Linked DNA regions of Anser cygnoides: all the other regions are linked to region 2. A link is a contact called in public Hi-C data. All regions are on one chromosome and are shown on one strand. The core of a region is the stretch at or near the end of the contact, and the rest is flanking DNA. Distances in the headings are between cores, read along the strand shown.

The links. A called contact is a pair of places that touch in the nucleus more often than the background predicts.
Region 1: a contact with region 2 is called in a Hi-C map of liver, with 15 times the contacts expected there. The contact joins two enhancer-like sites. A contact is called at or near these places in 2 of 7 Hi-C or Micro-C datasets (both in liver).
Region 3: a Hi-C map of liver shows a contact between it and region 2, with 4 times the contacts expected there. The contact joins two enhancer-like sites. A contact is called at or near these places in 2 of 7 Hi-C or Micro-C datasets (both in liver).

What each region holds. Positions count from the first base shown.
Region 1 is chr17:12,727,391-12,730,208 of Taihu_goose_T2T_genome, forward strand. The region is part of intron 14 of LOC106031380 (a long non-coding RNA gene); the gene reads right to left. Among named protein-coding and RNA genes, the nearest start is that of TBX3, 88 kb to the left of the region's middle. Within about 2 kb of position 1,396, at least 1 of the 3 cell types and tissues checked has open chromatin away from gene starts, as enhancers often do. A contact at or near this core is called in liver, where this site is marked.
Region 2 is chr17:12,802,669-12,805,368 of Taihu_goose_T2T_genome, forward strand. LOC106031380 (a long non-coding RNA gene) reads right to left here. Exons shown (of 15, transcript XR_010825436.1): 6 at 1,951-2,203; 7 at 1,020-1,173. Among named protein-coding and RNA genes, the nearest start is that of TBX3, 160 kb to the left of the region's middle. Within about 2 kb of position 1,348, at least 1 of the 3 cell types and tissues checked has open chromatin away from gene starts, as enhancers often do. A contact at or near this core is called in liver, where this site is marked.
Region 3 is chr17:12,690,383-12,693,082 of Taihu_goose_T2T_genome, forward strand. All of the region lies in intron 14 of LOC106031380 (a long non-coding RNA gene), which reads right to left. Among named protein-coding and RNA genes, the nearest start is that of TBX3, 51 kb to the left of the region's middle. Within about 2 kb of position 1,444, at least 1 of the 3 cell types and tissues checked has open chromatin away from gene starts, as enhancers often do. A contact at or near this core is called in liver, where this site is marked.

The DNA.
Region 1 (2,818 bases), core at 146-2,645, 75 kb before region 2:
AGTCCCACCCTGCTGCGGCATTTGCATGCTGCAAGAGCCCCATCCATACACAGCGAGCGGGCCAGAAGCGCCGCGCTGTGCCGGCCACCCAACTCGGCGGCACAGCAGATCCAGCCTTCGGGGGCAGACGGCTCCAGCTCGTCACATCGACTCGTCCATGTCCTGAGACCCCTCCGAGACCCAGAGCCCTGCTGCAGGTGCAGCGGGCCCCATGCATTAGACACAAACACACTTAACTTGCTTCAGGGGGCCAAAAAAACCAGCACCCATCAGCAGCGTGGCACGGGGGAGCGCTACATAAATACCAAGCACCGGCCCGCGAATGAAGCGCTGGATATAAGTCTTGCTCAAGCCACTCGGCAGCTTCCAGCCCTTCTGCAAACAGCTCTGGATGTTTCTACAGGAAAATCACCAACCACCCTCCGACAAAATTCTTCACTGCCCGCCGAAACATCTGCTTGCCAGAGACGTCCGACCCCGCGTGTCCCAGCTTTCTGAGTCACACGGGAGGCCCGTACCAGTTTCTCTGCGTGGGTTGCACAGAATTCAAGCGTACAATGGGGTGGGAACATCCAATACCCAATAGCCTGTGGATGCTGAACCACAGCCAGGGCCCTTCAGATTCAGTGGCAGGGCTGGAGGTCAGCAGGCAAGGGCTTCCTGGCGTGGAGGAGGTTTTGGTTCTGCTGTTGTGCAACCCGTCAAGCCACCCGCGGCTGTATCAAAATAAACCTTGACCAATGTGATGCAACAGTCTTGGCACAGATCTTGGTGTAAACGCTTGCCCTGCAGGCCACAGAAACATTAACCAGCCGAAGCAGGATCCCTTTTGGTAGAGGTGTACCAGGAAACCCACAAAGCCCTATTTCTCCATCCTGCTGTCCTGGTTTCCCCGCTCCGATTACCTCACCGATCAGGATTCCTCCGGATGCTCTTCTCACCTGCCTCACAGCTGTAACTGCACTAAAGCTGGAACAATTTGGATTTCGAGGACTTTTACCTTCCTGCATAGGACAGGGAAGTTCTTCTCTCCGGATCACTGGCATGTGGACAACGGGCTCCTTGCCCTCACTCCTGCTTCTGAGAAGCTCGGCTGTGGCTTGATCTATTTACCCAAAAGACTTAAATAAGACCTTAACTGTGCAAACACCAAGAACAATTCACTGCAAGCAGCATTTTGGCTCCCTGGTTGTTCCAAGAAGTAGTAAATAAGTCAGCCTTTGTTTTCTTTCTCAGGGAATTTGAAATTCTGTTCAATCCCAGTCCTCTCCCTTCATCCCTCTCTGTTGGAGCAGATGGGACCCCAAAGTCATGTTCGCTTCTTTTCAGTTTGCAGTTCCCACTTGAACTAAGTATTTTGCAGCTGATGCTCAGCTCTGCTCCAGCTGTTTGGAGGCATAAGAGGTGGCTAATGGGATCAGGGACCGACCTTGGCACGCCAGGCATGCAAGCATTTAATTCTGCCACCCGATTTATAACCTACCAGACACTCCTGTGGTGATACCACTTTGCAGCTGCATGGCAGCCACCGACACGGAGGTGATAGAGACTGCTTTTTAAAAAGACATCAGGTCTTTGGGGAAAAGCAGGAATCCAATTAGAAAGAAAATTAATTTCTTTTTTGCCATCATTAGCCTCAATCTGAAAGAAATCTCAGACAGAATGACTAACCAGGCTCCAGCCAACACAACCTCAGCGGCTGGCAGGGAAAAGCAGGTGGAAGCAAAGCCAAGCGGCCCGGACCCCCCCGCCAAGCAGGGAGATGCTACCAGGGCAGGGACTCGGCGCAAACCGCTGGGGGAAAGGGGAGAAACACTGAACTTCACCCCAGAACACAGAAAAATCAGAATAATTGCTGCTTCCCTGAGTGGAGAGATCAAAGTAGAGGATTCCTTGTAGTTACATCACCTTAGAAATACTTTCTCCAAGGGGGCCTGCATCAGCAGCTGGTGGAAGGCAGTGCGAGCTCCAGCTAGGAGCAGGGCACAAGGAGCTGGGTTCAGCATGGGGGGCACAGACAGACAGACAGACAGAGCCCACGGGTGTTCGGCCACGCACACGCTAAGTCAGCGAGCTTCGAGAAACGCTGCTCTCTCCTTGACTCGAGGCTCCGGCGAAATAAAGCTGCATTGTTTTGTATCAGGTTCTGCTCTCGCAGCCCCGCTGCGGCTGAGAAACAAAGGGGGCTTCATGCAGGACAAAAGGGGCCTGTTCTACCTAATGAGGACCAGTTGAGAGGTATGGAGACAGCACCCTCTCAGCATCGGCTCCGGGGCTGCGAACGAGCACGATCCTGCGGCTAATGAAGAGCAGTTGAGAGGTGCCGAGCGGGAGCCGAACAGGGACGGCTCTCAGCAGAAAGGGGGCCGGTCCCAAGGGACGCCGGCTCGGCCGCTGCGCGAGGGACAGCTCCAGAGAGGGGAACACGGTGAGGTTCATCTGTCACCGTGATGGCTGCTGACCCCCCGGCCTCCCAGGCCCTGCTCCCTGACCTCCAAACGCGACCTCCCCACGGAGGCGCTGGTGCTCGGCCAGAAGTCCCCTATTGACTACCTGTCAGAGGGCACCTGCTTAAGGAACCCCATAGAAATTAAAGTCACAAAATGAGTCACGAGGGACTGTTTGAGCTGGGAAGCTAGCATTAGTCCCTGGCTGGTAAACCAATCTCCCTAATTATCTGTCAGAGGAATCTCTCTTCTTTCTATTTTCCTTTCTTTCCCCTTTCCCCCTGCTGCCCCTTTCCCAGTTCCTCTCTTCTCTTTGACTCATTATCTTAATTTCACATTAACCGAAGGGATTAAAAGCACCTTGTGAAGGG
Region 2 (2,700 bases), core at 98-2,597:
CTTTATACCCATGTTTTAATATTAAATATGATAATGTTTAGGCTAGAACCTAATACTTTAATAATATTTTAGGCTAGAACAAAGCACACGGTAAATTCCTAAAGCCTGTAAGTCAGCTTGCTTTTCACAGGACAAGATGGCAATACAAGGTTCACTGTAACACCACCAGTTTTAAAACACCCAAATAAAATAAAATAAAAGTTCTAGATGCCCTGTTCCTATGGAAATCCTGAATATCAGACCTTTGAGGCCTTGGGGGAATGCCCAAAAACCAGGGTTATCCTAAATCTGTAACTGAACGCTTGGATAACTGTCTTACCCTGTTGGAGCTCTCTCTCCTCTAGCAATGAGCTCTACCCCAGGCTACCATACATCCCTGGATAAGTGCTCTTTACCCAGACCCCAGTTTTGTCTTTGTCGGGTTTCACCACTTCAGACACTCTCCTGGGATTCCAGTTTGTTGGAGCTGTATCTGTGGTTGGACCCTTATGAGAAGTGCAGGCAAACAACTCTCAAATATTAATCTGAGGTGCACCGAAGTTCCTGGGTAGGAAAATATAAGTCCTCACCACACAATATAGACCATGCAGGTACAAAAGCAAGGCTGGCAGGTCTCCTTCCATAAATAACAATAATCTTTAAAATTCAGGCTAGGTGTTTCACCCGTCATAGAAAATAACAGCCTAAAATAAAAGGGTGTTTCTCAGAAGAGCTGAGTTGCTGTACTGATTCTGCTCCCACCTCTTTTTTAGATTCAAGGCAAATTTTTCAAAACCCAGGCCTCAGTTCTGCGTCTGCAAAAGGGACGCGACAGCCACACATCTCTCTTGGTCTCCTCCTCACCATTCGCAGTCTTGTCCGAGCATTTCACAAGAAATGGCGAGGCCTAGTGCAATGACTTCAGCTGGGTCTCACGGGAGTGGCAAATAACAAATTCTAAGAGAGGAGCTTCTTGTCCCAGTAAATTGAGAACAAAAGATGAGATACTGTAATTTGGACAAATACAGAATAACACTCACTTCTGTGCCATGGCCGATTTGATTTCAGGAGAGCTGTACAGCATATGCATGATGCAGCTGGATTCTGCTTTGCGAAGCAGAGCCCTGAGAAGTTTTGCAGAGAATATTAGCAGCAGAATCTCACTGGTTGTTACAAGCTGTGATCTCCTTAAGACTATTATTTTATTAAGGAAAAGCACATCTCTTGGAAATCTTCCTCCCTTCTTCCCTCCTGCGACTTTCCTTCTTGAGTTCCCAGGACTATTTAATAAGGCATAGCTTTCAAAGGAGCAGCAGCATGACCAGATGGTCTAGCGAAATACAGCTTGTAAAAAACAAATTCTCCATGAGTAGAAAACTTGGGATGCACGTGTCCCCTTGAAACAGATCTAAATGTGGATTTTGAGGCACACCATGTAAGGAAACGATGAGGGCCTGGGCTGCTTTCTATCTGGTACCTACCCAGTCCCACATATGACACACACTTATCCTTTTCATTGCTCCTTGTCTTTTCAAACCACACAACAGTGTCATTGTTCAGATGGCAACTTCACAGCAAAAGGCAATCGTCACATCCCTCAGCTGGAATTGGCTGCAGTTCAGATTTCAAAGCCCAGAGCAAGGTTTTTTCACTGAAGCTTTTCTTCTGGGAGCACGCTGACAGGCCGAATGGCTTACCCTCAAATGTGCCAGGCCATAATAAAATCACCAGTCACCCAGGATCTTCTCCAGACCAGACAAAGGTACTGCAAGGGCAGGGAAAACAGATGCCCTGCAAATACCAGAAAATCATGTGGTGTTTACTAGGACTCTCAGCCTTGTTCCTGCCACTCTGCTGGAGCAGCTCCAGGCGTTCAGGGTTCACACTGGACTGACTCCAGTTTAAACGACAATGTAATAATTTATGTGCATCTCCATGCTTTGGTTTTAAAACCTACAATTAAAAGGATACAGGGACACAGTAATTTCCTCCATGAATCAGACCTGTGGGCCCGTTAACGCAGGATCCTACTCATTACACTGGTAAGTGGAAAGCTGACAACATAGTTCTCTCTGTCCTAGTATTTGGGAAATTGGTGCTTTAAGAAGGATGACAAAGGAAACTGGAACAGTCAGAAGTGACAAAAAAGAAAGCTTTGCTGAGAAGAACAGTGAGCTCCTCCTGCAGTACTTCCAGGATATCTGTACAGCATGCATGGTTCAGCCTGTGGGGAGCAAAAGAATAAATTTCCATTTGATAAAGAATTTTGTATTTTCATTACTTACTTATGTTTTGCTTTGGAAAAAAAACCCAAAAGCTCAGTATTTCCTCCACAACTTTATTTTGAGCCCACTGAAATATGTTGCAAATGTTTTATGCTCTACTACATACTACTAGAAAAAGAAGCAAAAAACAAAACACCACTTGGAAAGAAAAGAACAACTAAATAAAAACAATGGCTTCAACCCATTCAGGCTCATCTCTGAGCAACAATAATGTTGCCCTGAAGAAAAAAAAAAAAGTCAAATCAATATGATTTCTTCAACCATTTAATTTTTGCCAGAATGTCATTTTCCAATGGAAAACCACACTGTCAAAATGTTTCTGACCAATTCTATGTAAAATAGTTCCTAGAGAGCATCTATGTGAGCTGTGATAATTAGGACAAGATTTTCAAAAAATTACATTGCCGTGAGGAAATTCAATGCTTGCACATGGAAT
Region 3 (2,700 bases), core at 194-2,693, 110 kb before region 2:
ATCACTGGAGCCGGCCACACTTTTCCAACTCTCCACTACTTTTTTTTTGTAGGGACATCTGGAAAGACTATGGAAATATGTTCTCTTGAGCCCCCAGGGCTTTCTGCCTCTATTCTCAGCCCTAAATCCCGGCTCGGAAAGCTTTTCTCACAATATTTTCCATGTTCAGTGTGTAGAAGGGTATAAATATGTAGCACAGAGAGCAGCGATGGCTACAAGAATCCTCAAGGCTGTTTGGTTGAAAAGCCGGGAGGCTTCCCACCTCCCCCAGGTCTGATTTGCTCAGGCCAGTTGACTGCAAGCACCTAAACAAACCTCACAGCCCACGCCATGAAGACATTTACATCTGCTAAGAACAGCCCCCCCAGCTCACCGGGGGTGTCTGCATCTCAGGGGGATCAAACATCTGATTTACTCCTGCTCCGAACCCACAAGCGAGGAGAGATCTTCTCGATCCGCCACCACACCTCGAGCCAAGATCCTCAGCTGGAGTCACTGCCCGATATTGGTTCCTATCAGCGGAGCTTTGCAGCTTTAGTCTAAGCTGAGAATCTGGCCACTTCTGACTTAACTAGTTTTCTGAAATGCATCCAACAGGAAATCCTAAATCAAAAACACTCCGCATTTTGAGAAGATTCCTCTCCCTTGGATCCAAACCCAACTAAAAGTTTTGCAACTTTTTCCATTTTAGGAATGAGAGTCTTTCTTCTCATATCTTCCTCTCCTCCCAAACAAATAATCAAGTACACAGGAGCCCAAAATATTTTTCCCCTCTGTTCCCTTTATCCAGCGAGCTGACAGCGAAGTCAACGTGTTCCAAACTGGCCAGCTGTGTGCTGACCAGCTGACATTGGAGGCCACTGCTGGGACAGCCAAACGGGCAAGCCTCCAGCTGCAAACAAATGAGGCAACACCTTCAGAGAAGGGATCGAACTCGTGGAAATGGCCCCGATTCAATTTGGAGCTTCCCTGCTGCTTTTCCAGTGACAGCTGCTGGTGAAGGCCAGATTCTCAGCAGGAATAAACTGGCCACGCTGCTTCAGCTTCGCTGGGACCGTGCCTATTTACACCAACTGAGAACACGGCACAACCCCATTAATGTTTGCTCTGCCGTCTCCCTCTTATCATCCTTCAAGTAGAAATAGATGTGTTATATGAGAGACGAGAGAGGGAACAACCACCAAAAGCTGTCTTGTCCAGAAATGGTTTCCTGGAACGTAAGCCCCCTTTTTTTTTTTTTTCCTGAAAGGAGATAAAGTTGTTCATTGTTTGTCTTGGCTGCCTATAAACTCATGCTGCTGAGAGCAGCCTTTGATCACAGGGCTATTGGGAGGCTGACCCTTGACAGCCCATCCACTCCCTGCTCTTTCAGCCTCACCAGCCCAGGCCTGATTTCCTTTTTCATAAAACGCCACGAAAAAAATTATCCACACATTATCCAACAGCCCTCGCAGCGGTTTAAGGATCCCAATATAACGAGCTCACAGGCAACTTTGCAGTCAGGCTTCAGCTTCCCCAAGGTCTTCTGCGATGGGGACGGGGAGGAAGGCAGTCTGGGATCTCGGGTGTCCTGCCATGAGCAGCCGCAACCCCATCCAAGCCTGTGGTGCATCAAACGTGCACCGGAGCGTGTCTAGCAAACATGCTCTTTATAAGACAAATCACAGCCCTGCCAAACACGGCTACAAGCCTGAGTTTATTTTGCGTCCTCCTTTCCCACCGAAAAGCTTTTGGACATTTGTGTAGGATTCGTGCGCTCCTGTGATCTGGTCAGAGCTCCCAGCCCTAGCTGGCTCGCCGCACAACCAGAACAGTTTTACAGCAGGCTCTGCCCGACCACAGAGGCTAGAGGCACAAAGCACATTCTCCTCTGACACCTAGCAGGGATTTTTTCTATGTAAGGCAATCCATGTGACGTGACTCACTGGTCCCACGCTTCATGGAAGTAGCGGGCTTAGTTCATTTGTGCATTCCCAGGCAAGGACAACCATATTCCCAAAGCACTGGATTTACAAAGCTTGTGTAAACGATCTGAAGTGTGAGCACGGTCAGGTTGATGCTTCCCAGCTATCCTGCACAGAGGTGCGAAGGCTCAGGTCCTGCCTTCCTCCCCAGCACATCTGCTTAAGACATGCAAGAGCAGAGCAGTGTACCCATGGGACATGGGGTAGTAAGCAGGGATTTTTAAGAAATTAGCAGCACGCATCTCTAACAACTTTTTTTCTACCAGCGTGGACAAGAGGGTTTTGAAACCTGGGGTGATAGAACTGGCACTACCTGGATGTATTAGACATCCCCTTCTTAAAAATCCAGAGGACTCAGAGAATATCCCTATTGCCTCAGGGTCCCTCCTACTTCTGATCTGGGAGAAGAGCTTCCATGTTTTTTTTTCTCTCGAATTCCTATATCACATTTGAGCTATTAGCATCTCCAGCCCCAAATCAGTGCCACCCACATGTGCAGCAGCATTACCATGTTGGCTTAAAAATAAAATAAAATAAAAAATTCCTCTAGTATAGAAATATGTGACTGCCAAGCTACTGTTTAGACCAGACTCAGAAACAAGTCATATTCGTCTTGCACTCAAGTTGTCTGATATGTTAGCTATGAAAATTATCAAACAAAGCCAATGTTCAGACTAACATATTGCTTTTGCATCTGGCCACATACTTTAAAGTTAAGCTCCAGTTGGTTGTGGTC